Linked DNA regions of Sus scrofa: all the other regions are linked to region 1. A link is a contact called in public Hi-C data. All regions are on one chromosome and are shown on one strand. The core of a region is the stretch at or near the end of the contact, and the rest is flanking DNA. Distances in the headings are between cores, read along the strand shown.

Region 1 (4,802 bases), core at 1,236-3,735:
TGGGGTTGCGCTCGAGGGGCGAGGCCCGAGAACCCTGCTCGCTGGCCCTCCCCCTCGGCGGTGACCTCTCGCTCCGACCCCTCCCGCGGCGGCGGCGCCGGCGGCGCCTTCCCCCTGTGTGGCCCCGGCGCCCCCGGCCCCGCCCCCGGCCCGCTCCCGCCCGGTCGCTCCCTTCCCGGCGGCGGGGGCGGGGGCGGGGTCCGGGGCGCCGGGCTCCGGGCTCGGCCGGGCCGCTGCCCTTTCCCGCGCGTCAACTCCCTGCCCTGCCCGCCCTCCCGCGGGCCGCCGCCGCCGCGGCCGAGCGGCCGCTGGCCCGGCTCCCTGGCCGGTGACAGACTCTCCTGCCCCCCGCACTAATCACTCCCAGGCCGCGGCCGGCCGGCCCGGGGGGTTGGGGGGGCTCGCTGCCGCCGCCCGGCCCCTACCTGCCGCCGGCTCCCCGGCCGCGGGCAGCATGGTGGGCTCCGGCCGCGCGGCGCGCATCGAGGAAGCCGCGACTCCCGCGGCCCGAGCCGGCCCAGCCCGGCTCTGCCCTCCGCCCTTCTCTCTCCTCTCGCCCGCCCTCCTTCCCGCCCTCCCCTCCCGGCGGGCCGGGGAGGGAGAGCGGCGCGGCCCGAGGTGTCGGCCTCCGCGCGCCTCCCGCCGGCCCGGCCTGGGGCTCCCCGGTGCCTCCCCCCTTCCTCCCTCTTCCTCCCCGGCCCCCGCGGCCCCGCGCGCCGCGTCTCCCTCCCGCAGCCCCGCGCCCGCCTCGGACCCGATCTCCCCGACTTTGGCGCGGGGCTCCGTCCTCCGGGATCCCGGGACCCCGCCTCGCCGGGCTCCAGGTTGCCGCCTCCCAGGTCTGCGGGTCGCCCGGGCTCCCCGCCGCGCTCCCGGCCACCTCCCGGCCCCCGCCGAGCGGACTCCAGGAACGCCGCGTCCCCGCCCGGCCCCCTCTCGAGGGCGCCCAGCGGTGCCTCCCCCGGCCCGAGCCCCGCTGGCGGGGGCAGCGCCCGGCTCCCCGGCCCGGCCCCGGCTCGGGACTCCCCGGGGGAAGGACGGGAACCGGATCTCGCGGCTCCCGGGCGGGGGCGGGGGCCGGGGCCTCGGACGCCTGGCTCCTACCTGCTCGGAGGTCCATGGGGCTGGGGGCCGGGCGGGCCGGGCGCGGCTCCTCTCCCGGAGGCTGGCGGAGTGGGAGGGCGAGCCGCGGCTCCGGCGAAGCTTTAATAATCCCATCCGCCAGGCCCACTCGCAGGTTTTTTTCGTTCGGTTTCGGATTTTTTTTTTTTTTTTCGGTGTGGGACATTCTGCAAACTTTTTTTTTCTGACGTGTAAAGCTGTAACCACAAATTGTAGCGGCCCTCCCCGGGGTGGGGGGAGGAGGGGGGAGGAGGGAAGGGAGGGCTTCTGGGGCTCCTCTCCCTCCCACAACCCCGAGGGGGGGTGAGGTGAGGCGAGGCTGCGGCGGTACCACCCTGGGCCTCCTGGGGGAGGGGGCGGGAGGGCATCGGTCCGACTGCAAACTCCCAAGAGCCAGGGGAGTGGGCTGCCCGCTCCTTTTCTTCTCCCTCCGAGTCGGCCCCGGGGGCGCCAGCCCCCCGGCCCGGCGGGGTCCCAGCTCTCACTCTACCTCTGTCTCCACATCGCTAACCTTCCCTCCCCTCCCCCTCCCCCTGAGTAAATGCAATGACACATTCTCCCAAATGCCAGCGAGCTGGCCTCGAAGCAAGTGATGGTGTTTTTCCTGCTGCCCTTTGTCTGGGCTGACCGCCCCCCCCTGCCTATTGTCCCGCCGCCTGTCCCATTTCCAAAAGCCCAGGCTAAGCGAGGCGCTGGGGCTGGGGCAGGTGACTAACCGGCTCACAATGCCCCCTGGGGGGCAGGAAGAGGGCACCACAGGCCCACTGCCCTGGCCGGGAGGAGAGAAGAGGGCGCTTGGTTGAGGGTTTTCCCCTCAAGTTCACGGGGTCCTTCATTCTCCTCCCCGTGGCCAGGAGAGTGCTCATGGGTGGGGGATTTGTAACTCATTAATCAGCACGAGGCACCGGACCAGTTTCAACACCAGAGGCTTCGGGGGTGACTCAGCGAGACCTCTCAGATTCAAGGCAATGGACAGACCAAGCGGCCCCGCTTGGGAACCGCGTCCCCGTCAAGACAGTTGGCTTCCTCCGGCCTTTGGGGTCTGGCTTTGGGTGCTCCGGTGGCGGGCGCGCGTGGCTGGCTGTGCAGGGCTCTTCCTCCCTCCTTCCCTCAGGCCTGGGTTGAGACCTGCAGGCGGGATCCCCGGGGACCCGCAAGCCCCCACCCTCCCTGGAGGGTCTCCCTTTCTCCCTCCGCAGAGGGCGGCCAGGCAAGAAACAGCTCTCATCTGGGGGCGAGCGGATGTCCCCACTCCGTGACTTTGCTTGGGGGACAGTCATTCGGTCTCCAAGGCTTGGGTGTCTAGGACCAGACCACCAATTAAATCACTCGGTAATAAGTTGCCTTTGTTGTTGTTTACTTGCTGTTTCAAAGAGGGAGAGGCGGGCGTGGGCCAGACCTGGACGGTGCTTCCCCAGGGAGTAGCATCACCGCTCCTGCCCTGGTGCCCCCAGAGGAAGCAGGGTGCCCTGCCAGCCCTGCCCCAGCCCCTCCAGCCTGTGGGTCAGAGCAGGCAGCTTGGTCATGACCGGCCCTGGGCTCCCAGGGCAGCTCTTCCCTTTTCTGCACTTGGAGGACTGGGGTGGGGGGGTGGGGGGGTGGGGAAGAAGTTTGTTTTCAATTACCTCACTGGAGTGGGACAGACTTTGTTGTTGGGTTTTTTTCCCTCTTCTTTCTTTCTTTCTTTTTTTTTCCCCCCCCTAAAGGAGGAAAAAAAGAGCTGGGAAAGGGGAGCTGGCTTGGGATGGGGGGCAGGGAGTTTTCTGGGGCATCAGGAGCCACTGGAGGAAACCTGCCTGGAGGGGGGCCTCCCCTGCCCCTCCCCCAGCCAGAACCCTGGCGTTTCAATGACATTCTTGGCCGGTGAGCCCGAAGATCTTCGGATGCCCATGCCAAGGTCAGGGAGGCGGATGCCCAGTGGGTGACTGGCACTGAGGCTGGCCCAGGAGGTCCTCTAGCAGCCACTCTTTGGGAGGGAGGGAGCCCCAAGAGAAGGGGGGGGTGGGCAGCCCAAGTCCTTCTCCCCCGTCTGCAGCCGCTGCTGGTGGAGAGGACACAGACAATGTGGTTTGGATTTGGCTGAGCCCCTCAGCACCTTATAAAGCACCTTGCTGAGTCAGGGAGAAAGCGGCTGACACGGGAGGGGAGGAGGGGGCCAGGAGAGACAGGAGAGAGAGGGAGCGGGCGCTGGAGGAGGAGGTGGGTGGGAGCTGAGGGAAGAGGAGGGAGAAGACAAGGGCCGGGGCAGGAAAGAGGAGACACAAAGAGGCAAATAGATGGGTGGGAGTGGGAAGGAGGAAGGGAGCAGACTGCCCTGCCTGGAGAGGGGGGGACGCCGACCCCCCAGCAAATGGTCACCTCCGGAGCCTAAAAGCTTTGGTTTGCAGGAACCAAAGGCTGCAGCTCTGAAATGGGGACCGCGGGGCCAGGTGGGTGCAGGGACAACTGGCTTTCCACACAGCTCTTCCCCCCGCCCCCCCGCCGCCCCACTCCCCGCTCGATGCCGTGACCCCATACGCTGGGGAAGTCGTGTTCTCCCTCTGCCTCTTGCCTGGACTTGCATCCCTGCCCTCCCCCCTCGTGGAGTGGGCTGGGGGGAGCCTCTCCCCCTCCCCCTCCCCCCCACTGCCAAAGGGAAAATCAACTCCATCTCCAAGTTGCCAGTGCCCCTCTGCCATGTCTGGGCAAAGGCAGCAGGCTAGGAACTGCCAGTTGGGTTGGGGTGGGGGCCGGAATAAAGACTATGCCTTTATTCTGCCAAATCCCAGACGGGGGTGGGCTGTTGGAGTTGGTGGGAGAAGGAATAAGGCAGAGGCCGAGCAGGAGTGGCCCCTCCAGCGTTTCTGTGGGGCGGTGGGGCACAGGTGGCCGCCCTCTGGTTTCTAGCTGGGGACTTTGGGAAAGTTCCTGCTGCTGAGTGGCTCTGGGAAAGGGGCCCTCCCAGCTCACAGTCTGGGATTGCTGGTGGGGGCAGGGCAGAGGTTAGAGGAGACACCCGACCCCTGAGCTCCCCATCCATCTGTCCCACTGAGGGTTGTACAGGCATTTCCAGAGCCCCTGCTGGGTGCCAGAGCCTGTAAAGGACAGGGGGACAAGGAAAACCCACCCTGGCCTTTAAGAATTTCACAGTCTTGGAGTTCCCTTCATGGCGCAGCGGAAACGAGTCTGACTAGGAACCATGAGGTTGCGGGTTCGATCCCTGGCCTTGCTCAGTGGGTGAAGGATCCGGCGTTGCCATGAGCTATGGTGTAGGTCGCAGATGTGGCTCGAATCCCATGTTGCTGTGGCTCTGGTGTAGGCCGGCGGCTACAGCTCTGATTCGACCCCTAGCCTGGGAACCTCCATATGCTGCGGGAGTGGCCCTAAAAAGACAAAAGACAAAAAGGTAAAAGAAAAAAGAATTGTGACAAGGGACACTGTCTAAACTGAGATCAGAGGATGGTAAGGCAGGGGAGCTCTGAGAGGAAGCAGAGCTTCCAGGTCGGAGTGTGGCTGCCTGGCAGCAGGGGCAGCAGTGACCAAGGGCTGAAGCCCGGAGGTAGCACAGGGCAGAGCGCACGTGGCTGCCTGCAGCGGGCAGAGGGCCAGGCTGGGAGGGAGGATGCCAGGCTTCCAGTTGCCCGGCATGGCCTTGGGACAAGCTGTGACCTCTCTGTGGAATGGGATGCGACCCCCTCTGT
Region 2 (4,802 bases), core at 932-3,431, 85 kb after region 1:
TCCTGGCTGTGCGACCAGGGACTGACCTGCCCTGCCCAAGGCCTCAGCTTCCTCACCTGCAAAATGGGTGGGGTCACAGCAGCCAGCTGCCTCCTGAGGATTCTGGGAGGCTTGGTGTACCAGGGGGATGCAGAACCTGAACAAAAGCACCCTCATGGAGGGAGGCAGGGTACCCAGGGGGCCCTCGGGGCCACTTACCCAGCCCCAGCAGGAGGAGTAAGAAGGAGGCCAGCACTACCCGGCGGTTCTTCTGGATCAAAGGGTGTTGAGTCCAGCTGGATGGCAGCAGAGCAGGATGGGTGTGAAAGAGGTGACAGGAGCCCCTGCTCCCACCCCCCACTCCTGCCACCCTCCCCCGCCCGGCTGCTGTACCGGGCAGGGTCTCACCTGCAGCAGGCATTGTAGGAGCGCTGAGTGCTGCTGCTGATGGTGCTAAAAGACCACTGCGAGCTGCGGATGGATGTGCGGCCCGAATCTCTGCAGGACGAGTGGGCCCAGTGAGGGGGCAAGGGGACCCTTTGGGACATGGGCTGGGTGTTCCTGCAAGATTAGGGGACACTGATCCCCTAAGGGATCAGGGGTGAAGAGGAATTCAAGGGCTGGGGGTTTCTGCAGGACTGGGGGTGGAAGAAGGCTGGGGAATTTCAAGCTAGGGATTCCCGTGGGACACTTGACTAGCGGCCAGACCTGGCTGGGGGTTTCTGCAGGATAAAGAGCCTGGTTGGGGTGGGGTGAGGCTGGCATTAGGGTAGGGTGCAGGACAGGGCCCCCCTCTTGTAGGACAGGATATGAGAGCTGAGTAAGGTAAGGAAGAGGACTGAGCGGGGGCCAGGGGCCTGGGCTAGGAGTTCGGGGTGGGTCCCCACCTGGCCCTGACCTGGTGCTGACTCCCCCATCCGGCTCCGGAGAGGCTTGGGCTCCATCCTCATCGTTCTCCAGGTTCTATTTCAGAACACAGGGCCCAGTGGGGTTACGAGGTTCAGGCCTTTCCTCACACCCCTCTGGTGAAGAAGGAAGCCAGCCCACACAGCTGTTTGCCTGGCCGCTTGACAGCTACTCCCTCCGCCCTGCCCTCCCCAGAGAAGAACAACGGGTTTGATGATTCACAGAAACTGAAACCCTGGTAGCAGGTGGGTGCTGGGGGTTTGGCAGGGAGGAGCCCGCAGGGGCTGGTGGAGGGCTCCCAGCATGGGTCCCAGGGCCCAGTGATCTCCCAAGCTTGTGAGTCACGGTGGAGATGTCAGGATGGTATTTCAGGGGTGCAGTATGGCTGCTCTGGATGTGGGGTGCCAGGGCAGGACAAGCCAAAAGTTTCCAGATTTGTGGCACAGCAATCTGGTCCAGGTTTCCAAGAAAAGCATTCTAGAGCTGGTGGAGAGTCTCTGGGAAAACGGGCATTTCCAGTTTAGCGGGAGGCAAGGCATCCGCCAGGACTCATCATGTGAGTGGGGGCCTCGGCTCTGGAGGAGAGGAAGGCACGGGGACTTTCAGAACAGAAGAGGGGGTGCTGGCTCCCTAGATTATCTGGCCTGGGGCTCAGGGGACTGCTCCTGAGTATAGACAAGGTTTGGTTCTGGTACAGAAGAGCTTCCAGTCCTGTAGGGTAAGGGGAGGGAGCGTCAGTACCCAGGATCGGTGGGGCATCCAGGATGGGATCTCTAGCTCGGGGTGGGGTATCAGCTCCCGAATCTGAGTTCTGGGCTCTCCAGTGGTGGCCGGGCACTGAAATCATAGCTACGAAAGTTTGGGCAGGGATCTGGATCAGTGGCCACGTCCGGGAGGCGATCTCCCACTCCGGCTGAGGCCTCTAATCAGATCCTCCCGAGTTGGGATTCTCCGGGGGCCGGCCTGGGGTCCGCCCAGACCCAGGTGTGGGGTGAGGTGGGCCGGGCCCTTCACCTGGTAGCGCAGGCGGGACTGCTTGTCCTCCTCGGCCACCTCGAACCGGGCCCGGCGCTCGAAGTGCAGCGGCCCGAAGCGGGCGACTCCGCCGGACTCGGGGCCGGGGCCCGCGTCCTCCAGGGACAGTTCGAAGGCGTCATCGATGCAGAACTGGGGCCGGGCGGCGCTCATGGCCCCAGCCCGCTCAGGCGCCCAGCGCCGTCGCCATCTGCTCCCGCCGGCCCCGCGTCGCCCAGGCCCCGCCCCCGCGCGCAGACCCCGCCCCGTGCTGTCGTCTAGGTTGCCCGACGGTCCGGCGCCCTGGCCGAGGCCCCGCCCTTCCATAACGGCCCCGCCCTCGGCAGGCTAGAGCTGCCGAGCGCCGAGCTGACTAGTGCGCAGGGCTGCCTCTCGTCCGGACTGGACTCGAGCTGGACTCGCGGCGCCGCCCAGCGGCCGCCTAGGCGAGCGACCGAGGATACGGCTCGGACGCAATCCTGGGCCTGTACGCGGGGCTTGGATGGGCTGCTACGCTCCAGCCTTCCGCATCCCAGCTCGCTCCTCGAGTGCCAAGGCGACTCTTAGGAACGGTTCCCCCACACTTACTCACCATGGCCCTGCTCCGGGGATGATTCTCGCCGCCGTACAGATGTAGCTTGTACTCTCCTCCAATATAGTTTCCACGCAGCAGCAGCTAAAGTGCTCTTTTAGACATAATGGATCCTTAGTTAGTCTTAAATAAAACTTTTTTTTTTTATTTTTTAAAGCATGCTGCCAAGTCACTCCTCTGCATAAAACCATCCCTTGGTTTTTCACTGTGGTTAGAATAGTATCTGAACTCTTGGAGGTCCCATTGTGGCACAGAGGAAAGGAAGCCGACTAGGAACCATGAGGTTGAAGTTCGCTCCCTGGCATCGCTCAGTGGTTTAAGGATCCAGTGTTGCCGTGATCTGTGGTGTAGGTTGCAGACGCAGGTTGGATCTGGTGTGGCTGTGACTGTGGCATAGGCTAGCAGTTACAGCTCAGATTCGACCCCTAGCCTGGGAACCTCCATATACCCTGGGTGTGGCCCTAAAAAGCAAAAATAAAGTCAGTTTCACGGAGTTCCCTTTGTGGTTCAGCAGTTAAACGGACTAGTAGCCATGAGGACTCAGGTTCAATCCCTGGCCTCACTTAGTGGGTTAAGGACCTGGTGAGCTGTGGTGTAGCTCGCATATGTGACTGGGACTGGTGTGGCTGTGGCTGTGGCTGTGGCCGGCAGCTACAGCTCCAGTTTGACCCCTAGCTTGGGAACTTCCACATGCTGTGGGTACAACCCTAAAAAGACAAAAAAGTAAATAAAGTCAACTTCATATCACACAGCACTTACCAGAAATTTATTTTATTTTTGTTTTTAGGGCTGTACCTGTGGCATATGGAAGTTCCCAGGCTAGGAGTGGAATCAGAGCCGCAGCTGCCAGGCTATACCACGGCCACAGCAACGCTGAATCCAGCTGCATCTGTGACCTACACCATAGGTTGCAGCAATACTGGGTCCCTAACCCACTGAGGCAGGCCAGGGATATAACCCATATTCTCATGGATACTAGTCGGGTTCTTAACCTACTGAACCACAACGGGAACTCCAAAATTAGCTGATTTTACACTGTCTTATTACTGGATCTGCCACACTCAGAACAGTTATTTGGCACTAGTAGATCTTCAGTGGATATTTGCGGAAGACTGTGTGCTTTGCCCAACTCCCAAATGCATGCAAGTGGTAGAACTGGGATTTGAACCCAGGTCCACCAAGCTCTGGGGCACTCATCCTTCTCCACCCACCCACCCCACTTCATCTTATGGCCTCACGTACAGAGTTGGGTCAGTCCTGCCTCTCAGTTTGCGAACATCATCGCAAGATCCCTCGAGTTATGTCCATTCACTTTCCCTCCTCTCCTCCACTGCCCTCTCCCTGCTCCTTTCCATCGGACCCCAGATCTGTGTGCTCAGCCGGCTTCCTTGGAGGCTGCCTGGCCCTCTGTTCTGCATGGCGCTCACCAGCTCCCATGTGGATGTGCTTGCAGTTTACAAACATGGCACCGTGCATAAAACTCATTCTGTTTGCATTTCTACATTTTTACACTCAACACTAATATTTTCCACATGCATCTCATTTCTGCTTCTCCTAGCTGCACGTGGCATTCCGTGTTGAGCGTCTCACTTTTAGTGCCCGCCCCATGACGCACACTCAGCTCGGCCTCAGCACCCCCATTGCATTCGTCGCTGCCGCGAGCATCTTTACCGTCCCCTTAGGACTGTGGAAAAATCCCTCTGGAATTAGGACTTCCAGGCCCCTGACATCACAAGCTCCCATGAGTGGTCTCTCGAGTGGTTGTGCCAATTTGTACACCTACCACACGGGTTCTGATTTTCTCTAAGCATCTGGTGTTCCTGCTTTGTTAATGGCTTGCCAACCTGATGACTCTTGAGCTGTGCCTCTTGTCCACCTGGGATCTCTGACCACAGGAGACTATGAACAGGTCTTCATGTACTCGTCAGCCACGGCGGCCCCTTTTCTGCGAACTGCCTATTCATAGCCTGTGTCCATTTCTTTCTGTTGGGTTTCTACCTTGTCCCTGCTGATTCACACATCTGTACACATACATCTAAGTGGTTTTTTTGAATGGTCTCGCCCGAGGCATATGGAAGTTTCTGGGCAAGGGATCGAAGCCACAGCGGCAGCCTGCCCACAGCTGCAACAACGCCAGATCCTTTAACCCACGGGACCAGGCCAGGAATGGAACCTGCTCCTCCACAACACCCGAGCCATCACAGTTAGATTCTTAGCCCTCTGCCCCATAGCGGGAACTCCTGTACATGCTTAAGTTTTAACCTCTCGCTAGGTTTTCTTGTTGCACGTGTCTCCTTCCTGTCTTTGTCTC
Region 3 (4,802 bases), core at 1,368-3,867, 85 kb before region 1:
CTAAACCTGCCGGCCTACACCACAGCAATGCTGGATCCCAGCCACATCTGCGACCTACACCGCAGCTCATGGCAATGCCGGATCCTTAAGCCACTGAACAAGGCCAGGGAACGAAACTGCATCCTCATGAATGCTAGTCAGATTCATTTCCGCTGTGCCACGGTGGGAACTCCCTGTTCTATTATTTTAATGGCCACACTCACAGCATATGAATGTTCCTGGCCAGAGACTGAATCCAAGCAGCAGCTTTGAGCCACAGCTACAACAACACCAGATCCTTTAACCCACTGTGCCAAGCCAGGGATCAAACCTGCACCTCTGCAGTGACCCAAGCTGCTGCGGTGGGATTCTTAGCCCATTGTGCCACAGTGGGAGCTCCTCTGTTATGGTTTATCATAGGACACTGAATTATAGTTCTCTGTGCTATACAGTAAAATTTTGTTTGTTGCTTATCCCCTCCATGTATTATAGCTTACCTTTTTTTCTTGTTATCTTTTTTTTTGGTCACAGCGGGCAGTGGCTTGATGTGGGATCTCAGTTCCCAGATCAGGGATCGAATCCGGGCTGCAGGGGTGAAAGCACCAAGTCCAAACCACTGGACCACCAGGGAACTCCCCAGAAGCAGATGGGTTTAAGAAGAGCCTCAGGAGGCCAGATAGGAGGGTGTGGTGACAGATCAGGGTTGGAGGAGGGAGAGGGTCAAGGATGATGTCTGCAGTTCTAGCTTGGGCATCTGGGTGGATGGTGGTGCCCCCACTGAGAAGGGGACCTCGCCATCTTCAAGTGATCTTGCCATCTTCCAGGCTCTGCCAAGGCTGATTTCAGAAGGTAGGCTGAGAAGTGCACAGAGTCTCCTGCTTTGCAAAAGGGTACTGGTTGTTGGCCCACAAACTGGCGTGAAGCTTGGGCCCCAAGTACCTAGGACGGGGAGGGGATCTTGTCACCTTGGAAAGCAGAGAGAGGCTCTAGAGTGGCATGTTGTGATAGCGGGTGCTGCTTGGAGACACATGGGTTCCTGTCCCCATGGGCTCTCAGCAGAGTAAGTGCCCCTGGCCAGGCAGCACTGTGACCCCCCATGCCCTCCCAGGTCCTGGGGGTAGTGGGGCAAGGGGGGCGATGCAGGGTCCTTGGTCCTGAGTGGGAGTCCTGGGGCCAGGATTGGGTCTGGAGCAGGAGGAGTGAGGATTGGGACTCATGGAGGTCTGGAGTCTGACTGCATTTTTCAGCTCCCAGGTCCATGGCAACCTGTTCAATGTTCTAGGTCCAGTCTCAGTCCCAGTTGGATGTCCTGGTCCTGGGTCCATGTTCAGAGTTTTTTGGGGTTTTTTTGTCTTTTCGCCATTTCTTGGGCCGCTCCTGCAGCACATGGAGGTTCCCAGGCTAGGGGTCTAATCAGAGCCGTAGCCACCACCCTATGCCACAGCTCATGGCAACGCCGGATAATTAACCCACTGAGCAAGGCCAGGGACCGAACCCGAAACCTCATGGTTCCTAGTCGGATTCGTTAACCACTGCGCCACGACGGGAACTCACCATGTTCAGAGTTTTTGATGTTGGGTCTAGAACCCTGGTCTGCAGTGAATGGCCCACATCTGGGTCTGGGCCCTGCTCTCAAGTCCAGGGTTTAGGGTCATGATAGCGGTCTGAGTCTGAGGGTGGGATCAAGGTTGGGGTCAGCAACCAAGGTGGGATGGAGGTCGTGGTCCGTGGGTGGCATCAAGTGTTTGAGGTCATGGTCCACAATCTGGGTCTGGGGTCAGTGGTAGGGTCTGGATGTGAAGGGCGGGGGGGTGGGCTCAGAGTGTTGATCCCAGGCCATGGTCAGAGTCTGAGGTGGTGGTCCAAGGTCTAGGTCTGAGGTCCTGTTCGGAGTCTGGGGTCAGGAATGTTATCCGGGTCTGCGGTGCGATTTCCGACTGTGTCCAAGGTCAGGGGTCAGGGGTTACAGCCAGGCTCTGAGACCCAAGTCCCTGGGATTACGTTCTGAAACGCCAGTCTGCGGTCCCGGCCATGGCCTCTTGTGGAGTCTGGGATCCGAGCTGCGGTCCAGGTCTGGGTCTGGGGGCTTCTTCGGGCCAGGTCCCTGCCGTGTTCCACGTCCGGGGTCAGGGTCTCGGCTGAAGGTTGGGGTCCGAGATCCGAGGCCACGGGGCGGAGCTGAGACGGGGTCCGGGTGGCCCCGGGGGTCAGTCTCAGGCCACCCGCGCGGCCTCCAGGGGGCGCCGCCGCCCGGCCGCCCGGCCCCTCGCGGGCTCGCTGGCGCTGTGCGCGGCAGGCGGGGCCGGAGGCGGCGGCGGCTCCGGGGCGCGGGTGGCGGCGGCGGCGGCGGCGGCGGTGGCGGTGGCGGCGGCGGCGGCGGCGGCGGCCCGACTGCAGTCCCGGCGGGAGCGGAGCGAGCCGGGGCCGGGCCCGAGCCGGCGCCATGGGGCGGCGCCGCCTGTGAGCCGCGGCGAGCGGAGCCGCGGGCGCCCAGCGGGGCCAGGCGGGCGGCGGCGCCCGAGGCCGACGGAGCGGCCGGGCCGGGCCGAGCGCGCCGAGCGGAGCGGAGCGGAGCCGAGCGGCGGGAGAGGCCGCCGCCGCCGCCAAGATGGCGGACCTGGAGGCGGTGCTGGCCGACGTGAGCTACCTGATGGCCATGGAGAAGAGCAAGGCCACGCCGGCCGCGCGCGCCAGCAAGAAGATCCTGCTGCCCGAGCCCAGGTGAGGCGGGCGCCGGCCCCGCGCCCCGCGGCCCCAGACCCCCGGGCACTGGCCCCGGGACCCCTTCTGCCCCCGGCGCCCCGGGCCTGTGCACCTGAACCCGGCGCGCCCCAGCGCCGGGCTTGCCAGCTCCCCTGGCTCCCCGACCCGCCCGGTGCCCCCTGCCCCACTGTGCCTCCCTCTCCCGTCACACACTCTGCCTGGCCCCGGTCTCTGTCGGCCCCAGGGGCTCCCTGCTCCCCTTCATTCTCCTCGGGTAGCCCTGGGTCCCCTCCCCTGCCTGCCCCATCTGCCTGGCCGGACTCTTCCTCCCTTCGTTCCGCTGCCCCTGCTCCCAGCACCCGCCCCCCGGGTGCCACTGCCCCCACCCTGGCCCCCTCGGGTGGACACTTGCCTGAGGTTTGGGGGATACTGGGTCTTCCCCATTCTTCGGGTGGGTCGTTGGCTTGGGGTGGGGTTTGAATTCGGCTTTAGGGGCTGGGGCGGTGGTGGGGAGCAGGGTACGGTGTGCGCCCCATCCCATTAAGACACCATCTGTCCCTCTCCCCGCGAATTCGTCCTCCGGCAGGCCCTGCTTGCGGTGCCCTGTGGGTGCCATTTGCCAGGGGACGTCCCGGCACCCCTGCAGCAGCTGGACCACGGCTGCCACCTCTCTGTGAGACAACTGATGACATTGCACCTGATATCAAAGTTTAAACTGTTCAGGATTTAGGGACAGGAACAGACAGGATACAGGCAGTAGCTCAGGCTGTCCAGTGTTTTATGGCTTCTAGAGTATTTTCCCATTGTTTGAGCGTCAAGCAGCCCATGGGTGGGTAGAACCAGTGTGGAACAGGTGGGGAAGCCGAAGGCCCAGATGGGAGTAGCCTGCTCAGTGTCACAGGTAGTCCAGGGTGGTGCCTGGCTGCCAGATCAGGGCTTCCGGCTGCTGGTTCCACAATGTGGCCACCCTTCTGGCCTGAGCGGGGACCTGTTATTCTGCAACTGCAAGAGCCACGGGCCTACCACCAGTCCCAGCAACTCCTCTATCTCTGCCTGGGAGTTGCCATGCTGAGGCCCAGCCGGCCCAGCCGGCCCAGGAGCCTGGGCCCCTCTGAGCTGTCATGGTCTTATCATGTGACTTTGGGCAAGTCCCTTCCCATTTCAGGGCCTCAGTGTTCTCATCTGTGAAACGCGGTGGGTGCGAAATAAGGACTGTGACCGTGGCATCCTGAGTGTCTGAAGCAGGGCCCAAAGCTGCGGGGCCAGCATCTCCGGTCCCCTCCACTGGGCCCTGTTTGCTGGCTTTCGAATTGACTGAACACCAGGCCTGGGAGAGGAAAATCGGTCTGCATTTTGAAAAGGCCGTTAGGGCACCCCCCCCCTTTTTAAGACATTTGCAATCAGATTTCTCAAAACAGGAACCAGACTGACTGTCAGCTGGGGGCTGTCCAGGGAGCAGCGACAGTTAGAACAAAATGAGTTCAGAAATGACAAAGCCACGAGGGAGGAAATGGGGGCGTCAACCTCTGGGGTTCGCAGTGACTCTCCGTGGTGGCCGCGGGCCTCAAGACCCTCCTGTGGGTCGGACTTGTGTAAACTGTGAGGCGGGGCCTTTTCTAGAATTCTCTGCGTTTGGGTAATCTCGTCCCAGAATGCTTTGCTGCCGACGGGGCCCCGCCTTGGGTTGGCTCTGCAGGTGCTAGAACCCCGAGAACCAAGATGGTCCTTTCCCTGTCCCTTTACCCGCCATGATCGTGATGGCGGCGGTAGGCCTGATGGTGGAAATGAGAATAATTGACTTGTTTGGGACATGTGTCATCTCAGTCGAGCCAAAAACCAACCTGTGGGGTTGGCAAGGCCGTGCCTCGCGTGTAGTAGTTGCTCAAGAAATTTCAGGACTGTGTCGAGTCTGAAACCAGGTGGGCCGGGAGTTTTAGGGGAACAGCAAGAGCCGGAGAACCAGGTATTGTGAGTCCTCACGTAGGGTCACGATCTGGCGGCATGATGTTGGCTAGATGGCCCACGCCATGAGACGGACTAGTGGCCCCAGCAGTGGCCGTTCCTGCACCAAGGCCACGAGGGGCCTCCCGCCTCGGAGGAGACGCCGTCCTTTGCTTTGT

What was found. Hi-C and Micro-C count contacts between places; a contact is called where the count stands out from the background.
Region 2: a Hi-C map of epiblast stem cells shows a contact between it and region 1, with 2.2 times the contacts expected there. The contact joins the promoter of TMEM134 here to the promoter of CLCF1 in region 1. A contact is called at or near these places in 1 of 5 promoter capture datasets (fetal skeletal muscle), 14 of 47 Hi-C or Micro-C datasets (blood, embryonic fibroblasts, epiblast stem cells and 8 more) and 2 of 2 datasets of contacts at active chromatin or transcription factors (alveolar macrophages and skeletal muscle).
Region 3: a Hi-C map of alveolar macrophages shows a contact between it and region 1, with 2.0 times the contacts expected there. The contact joins the promoter of GRK2 here to the promoter of CLCF1 in region 1. A contact is called at or near these places in 1 of 5 promoter capture datasets (liver), 9 of 47 Hi-C or Micro-C datasets (alveolar macrophages, embryonic fibroblasts, liver and 5 more) and 2 of 2 datasets of contacts at active chromatin or transcription factors (alveolar macrophages and skeletal muscle).

Annotation. Positions count from the first base shown.
Region 1 is chr2:5,139,998-5,144,799 of Sscrofa11.1, reverse strand. CLCF1 (cardiotrophin-like cytokine factor 1) reads right to left here and starts at 2,485. Exons shown (of 3, transcript XM_021082764.1): 1 at 1,105-2,485. The coding sequence starts at 1,288.
Region 2 is chr2:5,054,632-5,059,433 of Sscrofa11.1, reverse strand. TMEM134 (transmembrane protein 134) reads right to left here and starts at 2,181. Exons shown (of 7, transcript XM_021082746.1): 1 at 1,900-2,181; 2 at 878-942; 3 at 388-540; 4 at 199-275. The coding sequence starts at 2,073.
Region 3 is chr2:5,225,230-5,230,031 of Sscrofa11.1, reverse strand. It overlaps GRK2 (G protein-coupled receptor kinase 2), which reads left to right and starts at 2,617. Exons shown (of 21, transcript NM_001244878.1): 1 at 2,617-2,700. The coding sequence starts at 2,630.